Linked DNA regions of Mus musculus: all the other regions are linked to region 3. A link is a contact called in public HiChIP or PLAC-seq and promoter capture Hi-C data. All regions are on one chromosome and are shown on one strand. The core of a region is the stretch at or near the end of the contact, and the rest is flanking DNA. Distances in the headings are between cores, read along the strand shown.

Region 1 (4,313 bases), core at 872-3,371, 460 kb before region 3:
CTTGCTTGTTTAAAACCACATCATTGGCTGGACATGGTATCATATACCTACAATCCCATCACTTGGGAGATAGAGGCAGGAAGATCAAGAGTTCAAAGCCAACCTCAGCTACATACTAAAACCTTGTCTCAAAAAGGTCAAATAATGATAATTCTGAAAATTAAGAGCCAAACTCCCGCGTTAGCCAAATAAACCACAGCCTGCTGAGCACCATGGCCAGTGGGTTGGTTTAGTCTGGTGAGTTCCTCTGCAGGTGAGGAGCTAAGGTCCAGCAAGGGTTCCGCTGTGGCAGTCTGGGGTGGAAAGACACAGAGGGCTCTGTCCTGAGTCCTTTGCTCTTGGCTCCTGGGGATCGTCCCTGCTAGGTCTCACCCTCCTCATCCCCTATCTCCTGCACCGCAAGAAGAGATGGGGCAAATGCAAGATCCGAGTGTTTGTTGGGGGCCAGATCAACAGGATGGACGAAGAGAGAAAGGCGTAAGTGGGGACCACAAGGGCTGTGCCGATCCGCCATCTTGCCTCCCCGAGGCTGCTGGACTCCCTGTCCCTGTACCCTCCAGCTCTGCCCGTGGGTGGCCCTGAGGTCGTCCCAAAGCCCAGGCCAGCCTCTCTCCAGCTCACAGTAATGGTGCCTGGGGCTCACGCAGGAGCTCTCTCCATTTCGGAAGGGTTGGCTTCTGGGGCCCGCCTTAAGGAGACCCAGGCGTCCTGGTGTTTGCTCTGATAGGAACATGTGGTAAGTGCTGAAATCGCAAGACTCTTCATGGACAGACTCATGGAATGGCAGGACAGAGGTAAGTGAAGCAAGATTAGAATGCTTCCTGACAGTGTCCCCAGAGTAGGGATGCAGGCTCAGGGAAGACATGAGGTAGCCAGGAGACATACCAAATCTCATGGCGAGAAGTGACTTTTAATTCCCTCTCGGGTCTCTGGATGATTTGGCAGGAGATCTTGGTGTCAAGCTGGCCTATTCTTGAGCTCAGTTGAACTTCTAAGCAAACAGAGCAGGCCTGACTCATTGGCTTGGCAGGCAATGCCATCTGGCCAGAATTTGGTGACACTGTTATATTTATATGGGTTTTCATTGTATCTTCTTTCTGGCCATAAGTGCTGTTTTCTGCTTCAATTAGGAGATAAATTTTGCTTCTGAAATATATCTTACTAAGCCCCCTTTTAAAGACTATAACAAAACACCTGAGGCAGTCTGTCTCATAAAGAAAAGAGGTTTCATTTTGCTCACGGTTCCGGAGGCTCAGTCTAAGGGTTGTGTCTGGTGACATCCTTCTTGCGGTGATGGTGACGCAGGGTATCATATGACAAGATACTGGTGTGTGTGTGTGTGTGTGTGTGTGTGTGTGTGTGTGTGTTTGTGTGTGTGTGTTCTCCCCTCTTATCTTATGAAGCCTCTAAATTTCAGTTCAACCACAGGATGCAACCTCAGTGACCTGGCTTCAAATCCTAAACAGGTCTCAAAGTCCCTATCCATAAACACCAGAACAGGATTCTGTTTCCATGATCTCACTCCCACGCGCTGAGGATTAAATTTTAACCTGAGTTTCTTGGGGGTAAACTGTATGCAAATCACAGCACTAAGACAGAATGTGACTTGCCTTAAATAAACACAGAAGTACACAGAGGTGTGGCTGTAGAGGTGTCAAGTTGGCCTGAGTTGTAGGGGAGGAGTTGGGGCAACAGTGACTTTTCAGCCAAGGGAAGTAAGATTAAAGGTCGTGCATGATGAGACCTGCTCAGACGAATGGTGGCGGTTTGTCCGTGGAGAAGACTCTGGTGCAAGCTGTAGCAGGAGATCACGATAGGAGGTGGCCCCTGGCCTGTACCACTCTTCCTATACCAGGATTCCACCCCTGCTCTTTCTTCTAATCACCCTGTGGGTTCAAGGAGGCCCAGCATACTCTCCCTGCCTTCTCCCTCAGCCTGCTGCACTCCGTGAGAATTTTACCACCAAAAGGGCCTTCTTTGGCAAGGCCACTGACGGCATTGAGGACCCTAGCCACCTGACTTTCATGGGACTTTTAAAGAGTAAACAAACAGACCAGAAGGCTCTCCAGCAGTCTGTACTTCCTGTCCCAGCTCTGGGTGGCAGCTGGGTTTCGTGAGGTTTGCTTAGCTCAAGGTGGCCCCGTTGGGTAACAGCATGTCCTCACAGTGTTGATAAAAACCCTTCTGTCCCAACTGCCACTTTGTGGATCACATGATCTGCTGGCCCTATGACCCAAGGACTGCTTGGGCTCCTGGCAGATACCTGGATGAAGGTGCCACAGCTCTGCTTTTAAAATCCTGCTTCTGGGAATGGAACACTGGTTATGTGTGCCGAATGTGCATGAAGCCCTGGGTGTAACACACAGCGCTGCATGCACAGAGCATAGCAGTAAGCATTGGGGAGGGGGATACAGAAGACGCAGAAACTCAAGGTCAGTGGTGGCATTGCACACCTTTAGTCCTAGCACTCGGGAGGCAGAAGCAGGTGGATCTCTGCGAGTTCAAACCAGCCTGGTCTACAGAGTTAACTAGCTCCAGGACAGCCAGGGCTACACAAAGAAACCCTATGTCAAAACAAAACAAAAAACCAAAACAACAACAAACCAATCCAAAACCAACCAACTAGCCAACAATAACAAAGGCATAGCAGGCTTAGGGTGGGGGTGCCGGAGAGGTGCTTCCCCAGTTTATTACACCAGCTGCTCTTAAACAGCATCCAAGTTGGAGTCCCAATAGCTAGCACTGTTAGAACTTTAGCTTCAAGGGATCTGGCATCTTCTGGCCTCCTCAGACACCCTTACACACATGGGACACACAGAGAAAGATACACACATACATGTACATAAAAAAAAAATCTCAAAAAAAAAATTAAGTCCCATCCCTAAGTTCAAGAGCCAGCAGGAGCTGTCTGTAGAGGCCTGGGCCTTTAGGCTCCCCTTCCCAGCATGCTCCATGTTACCCTAGCTGCTTCTTCCCTACCCTCACTGGCTTCCTCCTCCAATGGGTCGGTCTGGTGCGCACATCACATCCTGGAGGTATCACCCAGACCATGCTTTGCTAGGATTTCTGGCTCAGCACTGGGCTGGAGTTCCACCGGTGCATTCTGCAAACATCTTGGGTGATTCCAATGTGGACATTGCCTTACCCTGAGGGCCTAGAGCAGCTTTCTCCAGCATGTACTAGCCCGCCAGATGGCTGCTTCCTCTGTGAAGTCTTCCGTGACTGTGCCCTCCAACAGTGGGCTTCTCCATCAGATGCTGAGTCTGTGCCGTCTAACGGGCGCAGCTCCTGGGTTTCTCCTCAGCTCGTGTGTGGTGTTGTCTCTGTCTTTACCACCTCTCTTCAGTCTCTCCCTTTGTCTTCTCATCCTTTTGACCTTCACTTCTCAAAGTGTGGTTCCCAAGCCTAGCAACATCCCAGTTCCATCCTGGCCTGCTGACACTGGTTCAGAGTCAGCCAGCAGATACTTGGGAGATTCTGGGCAAATATTTTTTCCATGTCGCTTGCTACTCTCTCACCTACTCCACCCATATTTTCTCAGCGTCTAGCCACCTTGCCCCCTCTGTCAGCCCCTTCTGTTCTGATCATTGCTACTCACTCAGCAGGTGCTTAATGACTATCAGAACGAGTGGATACTTCAAAAATAATTTCTGCATCTGTCTTTCAGGATCATCTCTCTGTTGAGCAAGTTCAGACTGGGATTCCATGAAGTTCACGTCCTTCCCGACATCAACCAGAAGCCCCAGGCCGAGCAGTGAGTTGTGTGTTGGCCCTGTAGATCCCTCTGCTTGCTATTGCTTTTTTTTTCCAGTTCCATTGGCTCCTGTGTTGCTTTTCACGTGGGCCTCAGGACCTTTGCACATACAGCTGTTTCTCCACCCATCACCTTCTGCCTTGTGCACACAACTGGCTTCAGAAGGACACACTTCCTTCAGCTAGCAGAGTGGCCTCTCCCACCTATTCCCTGTTACAGGATTCAGGGTGGGGGTATCTTCCTAAAACACCTGCCTCTGTGTTTGCTTGCTTGCTCTCACCAGGCTAATAAGAAGTTCAGTGAGAATGGGGTCCAGTCTGTCTTGCTGATATAGGGGCAGCAGCACTTGATGCTACTGGCTGAGTGGGGTGGGGAGGGTCGGGTCCAGGTCAGTGGACAGCTCATGGACTTTTGCTGAATGCCAGACCTAAGTGTTAAGGGCTGATGCCACCCGTGAGCCCTTCAGTGCAGACGGCAAAGCTGGATGGGTTCAGTGAGAGGAGTATGTCCTGTGTGTGGGGACCCTAGGTATCCCTTGGGATTCCTCCATGTCCCTGGC
Region 2 (4,311 bases), core at 221-2,720, 380 kb before region 3:
AAGGCTGAGAACCACTGGCCTAAGGTGATGTAGCCAGCACTTAAGAGGAGGACTTGAGCCTGAGGTTTGGGGGTCATGGGTGTGCTGATGACCCTGCCCTACAGTGCTAATGCACTGTCTCCCCATTCCTCCCCCAGAGCATTCTGGGAAAGTTGCTTCACTGTGGGATGTCACAGAAACCATCCTCAGGAGGAGCCTGGCCTCCTGTTCTGGGACAAAGACAAGAGGCAGGGCAGGTTGTAGAACTTGGAACAGAGACAGGAACTTTCCAGGGCTGACGCTGGCCCTGTAGTCCTTTTCTTACCGCCCACCTCTTTCCATCCCTTATCCCTGCACCAAGCTTTCTTCTGTAGCCTAGGCAACCCTTGCACCCAGGGACCAGCAGAGACACACCTGGAGGCCGCGCTTGTCCAGGTCAGGTCTCAGGTGATGAGCCGCTGTCGCCACTGGACCCTGGACCCAACTCCACGAAGTTTTGCTCAGTGGCTCCTCCTGCCTTCATCCTACATCGTCTCTGGGAAGTGTAGAAAGAAGGGTTGTGCGGGTCCTGCTGCGCTCTGGCCCCACCCACTTCCTGGCAGATGCCCACCTTACCCAGTCTCAGTAGTCAGAGAGGCATGTCCCGCTGCGATCTCCAAGCCGCGGCGGGTTCCGGGCACGCTACTCGCGCGCCCTGGGGCTGGCACTTTGAATCCACGTGATTTCTCGGCAGCGGCAGTAGAGTCTATGAACTAGCGAACAGCGCCCGCTCAGTGGCCACTTTCAGTTTCCACAGAGCGCGGTGGAGAGGGAGCTGAACTGGTGAGTTACCTGCCCAAGCCGGGGCGCGGAGGGAGATCTGTGCCTAGAGAGAGGAGGGGGTGTCAGGGGCTAGGTGGATAGACAAACGGACTGAGGGGCCCGGGTGGGTTGGGGTACTGGTGGCTTAGCAAAATGCAGTCGGACACTGTAATTTGGGGACCACAGAAATTGGAGGGAGTGGCTCAGTTTGGGAAAAAACTTTGTATGTCTGTGCGCCCCCTCTCCTGGTGCCTGCCACACTTGTCATCCCCCACCCCCAACCATACTTTCTTCTTGTTTTTTTTTTTTTCTTTTCAATGCCTTTGCTTTAATAATAATCCAGAAGCCGCCCTGTTTGCTACATATAATTCTGAATTTTCAGCCAAAACAACAAAACAAACAAACAAACAAACAAAACCCCACCTTTTATTAGACAGATAGAATTTGGCTGAACCGTAGCAACTTGCTGTTCTATAGAGGAAAGCTGCGTTCTCTAAGAGTTGCCAACCTCAGGTCGGTGGCTTCTGGCTACCAACATTGTGTTGGAACAAATACTAGATATTAAGGAATGTACAAAAAGACAGGGATCTTTAAAAACAAAAACAAAAACAAAACAGAATATTGTGTTTTAAAAGAGAACGATGTTTCTTGAATGTCCATCACCTGTATTTCTAATGATCATTGAAACTTTCCAGTCACAAGGGTAAGCCTGGGCAGCCTTTTGTCCCTGGCCTACCACAATGCCACGTGGGGTTTAAACCATTTTTTTTCCACTCAGAAAAGCTGAGCTGGGAGCTCTGGGAGGTTCCTGGAGAATTCTGGGTCTTCAGTACTATTGGTATATATTGTCAGGATTCTTCTGAAAAGGGCGGGAGGGGCTTCATACAGAAAAGGTATTTTGAAAATTGACCTTCATGATTGGGGGAAAAGGCTAGAAAATGACCAAAGGTGGGTGTAGCTGAGCCATACCTGCAGCTTTCTCTTCCTGAATCGCTTTCTTGCAAAGAAAGGAAACCCGGAAACCTGCCAGGTTCCCTCTGGGATGTAGCTCAGAGACAGGGCAGACCCTGGTTTGAGTCCCCGGCGCCACAAAAATAAGGCACCAGGCCTGAGCTCCCACCAGAGAACAGAGTGGGCGGGAGTGACTGGAAGTTCATAAGGCCCCTCATGGTGTACTGTCCACAGACCAGCACCAGCAATTATGCCTTGCCTGCCCTGCCTCCAGGACCAGCGCCCATCTGTCTTGGAATAGGACCTCTGGGTGCTCTCAATACTGTGCATCATGACCATGAGTTACGATTTCAGATCTTGGAAGGTTGGTTCCCCATCTATAGTACAGACATTATGTTCAAAATTTATCTCCTGAATCGAGTGAGACGAAATAGAAACAATGCCTCGGCCACAAGTGTGAGGAGCCTGGGGTCCTGATGGGACAAATGCCGAAGCTAAGGGAACGCCTTAGTGCCTTAGTCTGCTTAGTCCGGTCTGCCCAGAAAGCACAGGTTGGCCTGATCTCAGAAGCTAAGTATGCTTAGGCCTAGTAAGCACTTGGTTGGGAAAGTCTGCCTAGACCTGTTCCCGGACCAGCCCGAGGATAGCAGTACCTGGTCAATGTCTATGTGCTCTCTCTCTCTCTCTCTCTCTCTCTCTCTCTCTCTCTCTCTCTCTCTCTCTCTCTCTTTCTCTCTTCCCTCTAGAAAGAGTTCAACAAAACTCTGTAGATTCTCTTCTCCCATATTTTGTGCTGTGTGTTGGGTAAAGAAGACATCCCCACTGCCTCTGAACGTGACCTTATTTGGACACAGGGTGACTGCAGACACTTAAGATGAGGTTGTAGGGTGGGCCCAGTAAGACTTCTGCCCACTAATAGAGGCGATCAGCATATCCACATAGATACCTCAGGAAGGCGGCCATCTTGGGGAGGCAGAGACTGCAACTACAAGCTGAAAGACAAAAATCCCAGCAACCAAAGTGTCCCAATCGGAAAGAGGAAGGCCCCTTTACTAGCATCCTCAGAGGATGCAGACTGCAGAGAATAAAAAAATAAAAAGCCATTTCTGCCAGCGCTTGATGGAACTTTTGTTTTTTTAACCACATCTGATACATCATCCCAGCATCTCTCCTCTACCACCAGCAGAGAATTGTGGCAAAAGAGATGCAAACACTTAAGTGTTGGGGGAAGGCACGGCTGAGAGGGCAAGAGATCTGCCTAGCTTCAGAAGATTCTGGGTTCTATCCTTACTACAGAAGACAAGCAAAAACCTCTTTGTAGGTGTTCTCAGGATGCAAAGCATCGTCTCTCTTCACCAAATATGTTTCTGTGAGTGTAGTTGATAGCCTTTAATGCTAGCACTTGGGAGGCAGAGGCAGGTGGATTTGGGAGTTCGAGGCCAGCCTGATCAACAGAGTGAGTTCCAGGACAACCAGGGCTACACAGAGAAACTCTGTCTCGAAAAAACCAAAAAAAAAAAAAAAAAAAAAAACAACCCAAAAACAAAACAAACAAACTCCTGTTTCTGGGTCCCTGAAAGTGGGTAGAGGCAGCATGACCCCCATTCTTTTCTTTAGGAGAGCCTTGAGTCTTCCATTCTGTGGATCTCGGAGATGTGGGTAGCAGGCTTTGTGATTCTGGTCACCTGTGACTTCGGATTCTTCCCTTTCTCTGTCACTGCCTCAAATCATAGCATAGACACACCCATTGCTCCAGATTGCTCGATCTTCCTGATGACCTCATATGGTGCTCCTCCTAACTCTAACTCAGAGAGGCACTGGCCACCCTCTGACTGACTCACCCATGACTCTTGTTGAAGGGTAATTACAAGAAGCTGATATGCAGAGACCCTCTAGCACTAGGTTTTTCCATGTGTTTGTTACCATATTTTAATGAACTCAGATATGTTTTTTAAAAAGTCACTTGTTAAACTAAATAATATGTATGATGCTAAAATAAAACCAAAGCTCAGGTGTGGTGCCATATACCCAGTATATATAGGTGGTTGAGGCGATGAGAGTTGGAACATAGTTGGTCTCAGAACCTAGGTACTGAGACCCTGTCTCCAGCATTTTTTTTAATCAATTACTTAATTAAGTAACAAATACATCTATAGAGTAAAAAATCCAGTCACTCAGATGCTATCTGTGAAGACAAGCAAGAACAAGCAGTGTGATTGGGTTTCTGTATCTTATTCCAGTGTCTCTCTCAGACTTTACAGACAAGAGTATCCAGTGTTTTCCCCTACACAATCAGCCTCAGCTAAATAGACTTTAGATCATACACATACAAATATACAGACGTACATATGTGCTTCCATGACCATATACATGCACACACATGTGTATTCTCTCTCTCATGATGAGAGTGTACTGCATAGAGTGTGGACAGGTTTTTTTTTATTTAATGCAATAAATAATCTTTTATTTTTCTCTCTATATTTATTATTTTGGTGCTGGAGATCAAACACAGGGCCTTGGGCATACCTAGTGAGCGCTTTTCCACTGAACCATGTCTTCAGCCCTCTTTATGGTTGTATA
Region 3 (3,890 bases), core at 67-2,566:
GAAGACCTCTTAGTCTGGGAGAATGAGCAAATTTAGTGATGCTGTGGCCGTAGGGCAGGATTGAAGGAAAATGGAGATATGAGAAGGGTAAGGGGCCCCCTCAGCCTGGGTCTGTGTTTCTTGCTGACTGAGAGCCAAAAGTTCTAACAAAATGGCAGGAGGAGCTGGGGTGTGGCTCAGGTTGTAGAGTGTCTGCTAGCACATGAGTGCAAAACACCTATGCACACAAATGTAATAAATAAATGTTAATAAATTAAAATTTTAAAGAGTAAAACACACGGCGGCACATGCCTTATCTGTGAGACACTCTGGGTCACACTGCAAAGCAGTGACATTTCCCTTTATTGTGATAGCGTCTCACCAGCACCTGTGAACCCCGGTAGCTCAGGCTGGCCTCAAACTTGGAACCTTCCTACATCAGCCTCCCCAGTAGCTGGGATGCCGGTTCTTTTTCTCAGTAAACCCTGGCTTTGCTTAATAGTGACTTGTCCTGAAACTCTTTTCTGGGCACTGTTGTTAACAGTCTGGGTATGCTGAAAATTCACACAGATTTCTTAACAGTCTGCTTAAGGCCTGGGGATGCTCTATGGGCTTCTAGGGCAGCCTCTGGCATGCAGCTCCTATAGAGGTGAGCATCGCCCCCCCCACACACACACACACCATTCATTCTGCTCATAACAGAAACGAGGTGGTGCTCTATTTCTGGGAGCTGAGCTTTCCAACCCACTAAAGCACACATGCAGATACACCGTGATTAAAGCCCCTCTCAGCTTAGCCTCCTGGGGTAAGGGCCAGCCTGGGGAAGGACAGGAAGACAGGCTCAGCTTCAGCTGAACCTCTGGGTTCCCCAAAATAGGGTGGGACTAGGCCTCTTCTACTGAACATCCCTGTAACCTGCTCACCCTCCTGTGGACCTTCTGGACCCCAGAGCCCTGACTGGCATAGTCCCTATGATCTCTGTTTGGTCCCCTACCCTGCCTCCACAGGGTACCAGGCACAAAGGAAGTTCACCAGTACTAGGACAAGGGATGAGATGAGTTGAGGCTGAGGCCTTGGATCCTGCTAATAGAGGAACCAAGAAATGTTCCCTTTGAAAAGAGAAGTAAGTCATTGCCCTTACCCCAGACACAGACCCCCTCCCCTGTCCCGAGTCGAGTGACCATTCTCTGGAAAGCCACAAACATTCCCAAGCTGGGCTTCTACTAAGTTATCTCAAATTCTTTGAATTTCTCTAGTCTGGAAGGATTATAGGAGGGGACAGGAAGCGTGGGATAACCTCCAGAGAGGTTAAATAGGTCACCTCAATGCTGGGCACCAAGACAGGCAGAAGGACCCATGAAGACCTTCACCTCAGCTTTTGGTACCATGAGGTCACTTCAGATGCTGCTCCTGGCTGCTCTGCTTCTGGGGACTTTTCTGCAGCATGCCAGAGCTGGTAAGAGCCGGGCACAGACAGGATAGGGCAGATGGGAACCATTCACCCACACAGAGACCAAGGCAGAGACACAAGCTGTGTGACTTATACCCTGTCTGTTCTTAACAGGGGTCACCAGGGGGTGGCCACAGGAGCACTGGAGGGAGGATAATGGTTCTGAGGATGCTGGGATGATGTCAGGTGCCTGACCTGGACACATACCTTATTCTGAGATGTTAGGACATAGTGGCCTTGATTGTGGGCTCATGATGCAGAACGAACGATTCTCAGAATCGCTACCATTTGTTTCATTAATGGGCTTCATGTATCATCAGGGAACAACATAACAACGGAGCATTGGTTCCAAGAATGTATGAAAAGATTTTTATATTTAGTTTAGAACGGGAAGTTGAAATGAGGTTCCTAGATTCAGACAGCTGCATATGCAGACACACACAGATGAATATGCAAACTTGCAGACACAGGAGAGCACACACACACACCAAGAACAAACAGAATACAAAGTACATGCAGTCCCCACCCACAGGCTCACACAGGCATACATCGGAACATTCCATGGGTCCTCAGGCACATGGCCTGACTCTCAGGACACCTGCTTCCTATTGCTCTTCCAGCTCGAGCCACCAATGTAGGCCGAGAGTGCTGCCTGGATTACTTCAAAGGGGCCATTCCTATCAGGAAGTTGGTGAGCTGGTATAAGACCTCAGTGGAGTGTTCCAGGGATGCCATCGTGTGAGTATCCCTCTGTCCCACTCCTCTGCCTAGAACCCAGAGTGGGAAGTGGGTGGGCCTTGGAGTGCCCAGGAAGGCCACTGGGAAAGAAGGAAGAGAGGACAAGCCTGATTCCCCTAAAGGCAGTTTTGGGAACCCAGGGATACTCTTGTACCCCACACAGCTGAGGGGGTCCAACCTCTTTATGTATGGTGAAACTGAGTTTCCAAGATGGATAGGACATCCCAGGTAACAGAGCCAGTAGGCAGTAATACTGTCACCTCTCACTCTGGGTCTGAGCTGAGTAGAGACTAACACACAGCCTGAGGCTCTTTCTCTCAGGCTCAAGGTGCTCTGAGGAGAGAGGAGGCTAGGCATGAAGTCCTACTGCTCAGTGTTCAGGTCAATGCAGATGTGGCTGGTGGCCAAACCCTGAAGGCCTTCCTGGGCTCTTACTCACTGCTTTCTCCTACATAGGTTTCTGACTGTCCAGGGCAAGCTCATCTGTGCAGACCCCAAAGACAAACATGTGAAGAAGGCCATCAGATTGGTGAAAAACCCAAGGCCATGACCTTCCCGCTGAGGCATTTGGAGACGCCAGGGCTGCTGTCCATGGTTTCAACATAAAACGGCCTGTGACCAGCAGAGCCCAAGAGCAGCCACAGAGCAGAAGTCCCTGTTCCCTTTTTTATGGACTCTTATGCACTACAGGCGAACACAAAAAAAAGCAACGGAATAAAGCCTTCCTCCCTCAGACTGGGTCAGTACGTTCTGTCCCCACAGTGCAGAACGCCTTCCATTCTAGCTGATCACACAGGGAGAGTCCTCACAGGACAGCTGCGCCTGCTCTGCCCAGGTTAACTGAGGCTGAGAGGGACACATGGCCCCATACAAATGAGAGGTGGAACTGGAGAGACGTGGTCAAGGGCAGGGCAGAGCAGAAGTGGTGAAGGAGCCTAGCAGGTCCCTCACAAGTGTCCCCCTCCCTCTGTACCCCATGGAAAGTGTCCAAAGGAATCCCAAGGAGGGCCTGTCTTCTCTGTACCCCAAGTGTCCCAATCACCCCAAGACCAGCCCCTATTATTGTCCCACATGAAGCTGAAGTCATCCAACCTGCGCTGGACTCTGCCACATGTCCAGACCCTTCTGAGTGTGTCTGCCTTCCTGGAGGCCCTGTCTCTCCTCCTTCATTTCTGAGTCCCCCCCCCCCCCCCCCACTGCAATCTGTTCTGCCCCCAGCTCCAGGCTCACGATTCCTCCTCTGTCCCCTCTGCACATGGGGCACTGTTGATGCCGACCGCACAGGCCCTGGGGTTTCTTCCCAGGCTCTTGGGGGCTGGCTACCTTTCCACTGGGCTCTGATGCTGGTGGTTCACTAAACTATGCCTATGTGTGCTTGCAGACCTGGCTCTGCCATTCTACAGAGGACTCTATGAGCACTCTGGGACTTCCGTGAGCCGCTGAAGGAATGGTACAGGGGTCTAGAAAGCCCTGTGTCCAAGCCTAGCTCAGAGCTGGGGCTGGACTGCTAAGGTCTCGTATTCCAGGTCAACCATGCTCAGTCAGCATGCCTCTCTTTCTAGGACAGGTTGTGGCACAAGCAAGGGTCTTCCTTTTCCCAGTCTGTCTGGGCTGCAACAGCGAGTTATCTGAGAGGGTTTTTTGTTGGTTTGTTTTTTTAACCTATTGCTGCCACCTTGTGGCCAGTTTTTGCCTTGAAGAACGAATGCTAAGTGTCCGAATA
Region 4 (3,942 bases), core at 1,229-3,728, 500 kb after region 3:
CTAAACATACATGGACTACACACACATACACATTAAAAATAAATAGTTTTAAAAGTTTCTTCTACACACACACAGATACGCATTCTTGCCCCTGTGGTCTGAATTCCAGTATATGACACGTTCTGTATCATGTGTGACCTTTGAGCATGGCTCCTTTCACTGAGTATATGCATCTGGAATTCCTTTCTAAGGGTTCCTGTCACTAATTCATTTATTTCTATTAAGGAGTAGTAAGTATTCTATGGCATGGATTTTTGCATACCTTGCTTATCTGTTTCCAAGCTGAAGGAACTGTTTGCGGTGGGGGGGGGGGGGGGGTTCATATAAAGCATATATAAAAAATATTTCTTCAAATGTTATCGAAGGCTAGCTATTGAAAAGGATCTCAGTGTTCATCAGGGGTGAGGCCTGCATTAAATAGACTGTAATGCAGCCCATAACACAATATGCAGAAATGCTGGAAAGAAGACGCACATTCGTTGGAACAGGAGACACACACGTTCTAGCACTCTCGTGAGTCAGACTCCCTGTGTCTCTGTTTGCCTGCCTGCAGAGTGGGAGCACTGAAGCCTGTCATGGTGGCACCCACTTAAACTCCAGCACTTGAGTGGCAGAGGCAGAAGAATCCAGGCCAGCCAGCCTGAACTAACAAAAGCAAGAGACATCGAGAGTGCCTACCTTGTACGCAGAGTGTAAGAGAGTCAGGCATAACAGCCATTAAGAAAGCCCGGCATGGTGGCACATGCTTTTGATCCCAGCATTTGGGAGGCAGAGACAGGCAGATCTCTGCAAGTCCTGGGCCGGCTATACAGCTATATGGTGAAATGCTATCTCAAAACAAACAAAGCCAATCAAACAGAAACTGGTATAGGCAGCATTCTTAGACCAGTGACTGAGCCCTCACCACATCTGGAGTCATCTGTTCAGATATCATCTGCTGTCCAGTGACTGGCCCATGTTTCATAAAGGCTGGCCATGACTACAAGGACAGGTACTGAGTGTGAATACCAATTATGGAATATCATGTACTGCAGAAGCCCACAACAGAGAAGAAACACCAGTGACTTGTGGACAGAAAAATCTAAGATAACATTAGCCATGTGCTTTCATGCCAGTTGTTGGGAGGCAGAGGCAGGTAGATTTCTGTAACGCCATCATGCTTTACATAGCAAGGTCCAGACCAGCCAGAGCTACACAGTGAGACTTCTCTCAAAAATAAATTAAAAAATAAATAACCATACATCATTTTTTTTAGCTTTTAGAATAAAATACCAGTTGGACTTCCGTCATGGTTGGTGATGGCCAGTTTCTACCTTAAGCATGATATTAAGCACGTGGGGGAGCCAAGCTCCAAGAGACTGAATTCTTGCAGGATGGCCTGGCTCGGTGGTACGATCAAAGCTGACATGTACACAAGCCCAGGAAAGGCCACCCAGGACACAGACCTACCAAGGTTGTGCCTCTCTGTCTGTCTCTTCAAGGACCCTTAGAAAAATAGTAGCCCCATAGCCAGCTTCCCAGAGTTCATTGCCAGGCTGCTTGACCAACCCCTAACCTTGACCTCTGACCCAGCACTGGCTCAGCTTCTCCCAGAACAACCTCTACGAAAACAAAGCTTAAGCTTTGGAGGAACATCAGCCTACAGAAAATTAACTGGGGCCAGGGACAATCAATGGGTTCTTCTAGTCCTCTGCTGGCTTGGGGTGAGAACACAGCGACTTCCTCCCAAGGTCACACGTTGGGAATGGCAGAGCACACAGATCCCCGCCAGCTCCCAGCAGTCCTGAGAACCAGACCTGAAGAAAGCCCTCCTCCACACCTGGCTTCCACATCCCCTTGATAACACTCATTCTCCTGACAATCTTGCCTGCCCCCTACTCCCTGTAAGTGGGATATCCATTCTCAGGTCAATAGACTTGCCTAAGGGGACTCTGGCCAAGATAAGTATACTCTGAGATCTGCCCTTGGGTCCTGACTGCCTTCTCTTGACTTCTGCTGTAGTGGGCAGTGAACCTAGCTTGAATTTTTGAACTGTCTGGAGGTTATCTAGGCAAGCAGCCTCTTAGCCCAGTTTTTCCTTGACCGGAATCTGGAGGCCTGTCTTGCTGCCCTCCCACTTTGAAGGAAGAGAACCTGGAGGTAGCCACCCAGGAATCTGAAGTGTTAGACCACCAGGATTCTGAGAATCTTCTGGGAGAGCTGGAAAAAACAGATTCCTAGCCTCCCCCAAACCCTCTGGGGGTATCAAATCCACATTTCTCAGGTTGCGCTGGAGATAGCAAAGTCTAAGCCACAGGATAGAGTGTGGGGACCACGCATCATAGCTCTCCTGCCTGCTCTATTTATCACCTAAAAGCCCCGCTAAAAGCTGAGCGTGGTGATCCCCCAAGGAGTCCCACTGAGCCCCCATTTCATGTTGAGTTACCTGTTCAGATGTCAGCGGCTAGCCAGGAATTGCCTTCTCAGTGCCCCAGCAGCTGGCCTCTCAGACCCAGCCAGGATTAATTGGCACTAGATGGGCCGGGTGCAAAGGATTAGCATGTGCAGAATCGGGGGCAGGGTAGAAAGATGACTGGCACCCAGGGAAGCAAGCAGCAACCCCCACGGGTCCAGCAGTGTCCTAGACATAGGGCCCTTTGAGTTACTAGGGAACCTGCTCCAAGCCAGGATCTGTCTTCCCACAGAATGTGACAAAGCCAGAGAAAGGCTGCAGGACAACCAATAGCCAGGGTACCTGTGTGCTTCTGGGAGCCTCCTCAAGGTGACAGGAACCCATCAGCTCAGTCTGGGGGACAAGAGTGTGTCCTTCTCTCCTGCTCTGGTGCTGGGACTCAGTAGGATATCTGTGGCGGAGTCTTTAACAGCTTAAAGCATTATCACAAAAACCATTGGCCCGGGACAAGACCTTTAGCCAAAATCTGTATTAATCTACATTTCCAGAGAAGCAGAACCATGTGACCTGGGACAACTATGTCTTATGCCAAGCAAGGTGTTTTGTTTTGTTTTGTTTTGTTTTTGGATGCAAAGTATTTTATTTTTAAACTTGTAAAGTTGGAACACAAGATCGCCTGGTTTAGATGAGTTTCCGAGCTGAATGCACTTGCCTGGAGCTCAGTTTCTGGCTGATGAACAGTTCCTAATACCCTATGTGGGTGCCTACGTTCTGATCTGTGGGTGGTGAGCCGACCAGCGTCCGTCCGGCTGATAACGCCACTTTATGCCTTGGTAAGGGCTTAACAACCTTTAGGCATTGTTGTAGCCTTACACAGCCAGTGCTGCCCCGAATGTCTCCTGAGAAGCATAAAGCATGTACAAAAGGGTGTCCACTCCATCTCCCTCACTCTCAGAGACAGGTGTGGACACACTCACCATGCTGTGCCCATTCACCAGGAAGAAGAAGGCTTGGTTAGCATTGAGCTGCAAGCGCCGTCTAATTATCATGATGAGTTTGCTCATATTCACATGATCTGGAACTTGGTCTTGTCCAGGACGGGCAGCTGTTTCTCCCCCTTGTGTCGCTCTATAGTCACTGGGATCTTGGTGGGGTGCTGCTCCCGGATGAGCCGGACATCTTCCACTCTTTGTTCAAAGCTCTGGCGCTGCTTGAAGGTCTTCTCAGACGGCATATGGGGTGGGGTGGGGGTGGGGGTCCCAGATCAGACGATCTGGCTCCCATGACGATCACTTCCCTTGTGTCACCAATCAAGCTTATTAAGAAACAGTATCTTGGGCTGGAGAGGAGGCTCAGATGCTCTTCCCGAGATCCTACTGAGTCCCAGCATCAGGGCTGGGGATCAAGGACACACTTTTGTTCCTAACAACTACATCGTGGCTGAAGTGAAACTGGTTGAATGAAACTTACTTGTTTAGGGTTTCCACTGAAGCTCACTGTCCTATTACATCTGGGTTACTGTAATACAACACCTTAAATCAAGTGATTTA

What was found. Promoter capture Hi-C pulls out the DNA fragments that hold promoters and counts their contacts. HiChIP or PLAC-seq counts read pairs in DNA pulled down with a chosen protein or histone mark.
Region 1: a contact with region 3 is called in an HNF4G HiChIP or PLAC-seq map of pancreatic cancer cells. The contact joins the enhancer-like site here to the promoter of Ccl17 in region 3. A contact is called at or near these places in 2 of 39 promoter capture datasets (embryonic stem cells and hippocampal neurons), 2 of 484 Hi-C or Micro-C datasets (cerebellum and cerebral cortex), 5 of 115 datasets of contacts at active chromatin or transcription factors (T-cell acute lymphoblastic leukemia, bone marrow-derived dendritic cells, large pre-B cells and 2 more) and 2 of 9 other capture datasets (embryonic stem cells and macrophages).
Region 2: a contact with region 3 is called in an H3K27ac HiChIP or PLAC-seq map of microglia, with 8 times the contacts expected there. The contact joins the promoter of 9330175E14Rik here to the promoter of Ccl17 in region 3. A contact is called at or near these places in 2 of 39 promoter capture datasets (embryonic stem cells and hippocampal neurons) and 1 of 115 datasets of contacts at active chromatin or transcription factors (microglia).
Region 4: a promoter capture Hi-C map of stem cell-derived epiblast-like cells shows a contact between it and region 3, with 3 times the contacts expected there. The contact joins the promoter of Cngb1 here to the promoter of Ccl17 in region 3. A contact is called at or near these places in 6 of 39 promoter capture datasets (embryonic stem cells, liver, pre-B cells and 1 more).

What each region holds. Positions count from the first base shown.
Region 1 is chr8:94,352,645-94,356,957 of GRCm38.p6, forward strand. Slc12a3 (solute carrier family 12, member 3) reads left to right here. Exons shown (of 25, transcript NM_001205311.1): 21 at 366-477; 22 at 3,668-3,754. Among named protein-coding and RNA genes, the nearest start is that of Gm15889, 23 kb to the right of the region's middle. Within about 2 kb of position 2,122, at least 108 of the 459 cell types and tissues checked have an H3K27ac peak or open chromatin away from gene starts, as enhancers often do. A contact at or near this core is called in T-cell acute lymphoblastic leukemia, microglia and pancreatic cancer cells, where this site is marked.
Region 2 is chr8:94,433,633-94,437,943 of GRCm38.p6, forward strand. It overlaps 9330175E14Rik (RIKEN cDNA 9330175E14 gene), which reads right to left and starts at 1,471. Exons shown (of 3, transcript NR_015514.2): 1 at 1,204-1,471; 2 at 595-844; 3 at 1-514. It also overlaps a transcript of Nlrc5 not described here.
Region 3 is chr8:94,809,137-94,813,026 of GRCm38.p6, forward strand. It overlaps Ccl17 (chemokine (C-C motif) ligand 17), which reads left to right and starts at 1,317. Exons shown (of 3, transcript NM_011332.3): 1 at 1,317-1,435; 2 at 2,050-2,167; 3 at 2,624-2,900. The coding sequence starts at 1,336. The coding sequence ends at 2,717.
Region 4 is chr8:95,304,107-95,308,048 of GRCm38.p6, forward strand. It overlaps Cngb1 (cyclic nucleotide gated channel beta 1), which reads right to left and starts at 2,479. Exons shown (of 33, transcript NM_001195413.1): 1 at 2,426-2,479. It also overlaps the pseudogene Gm5359.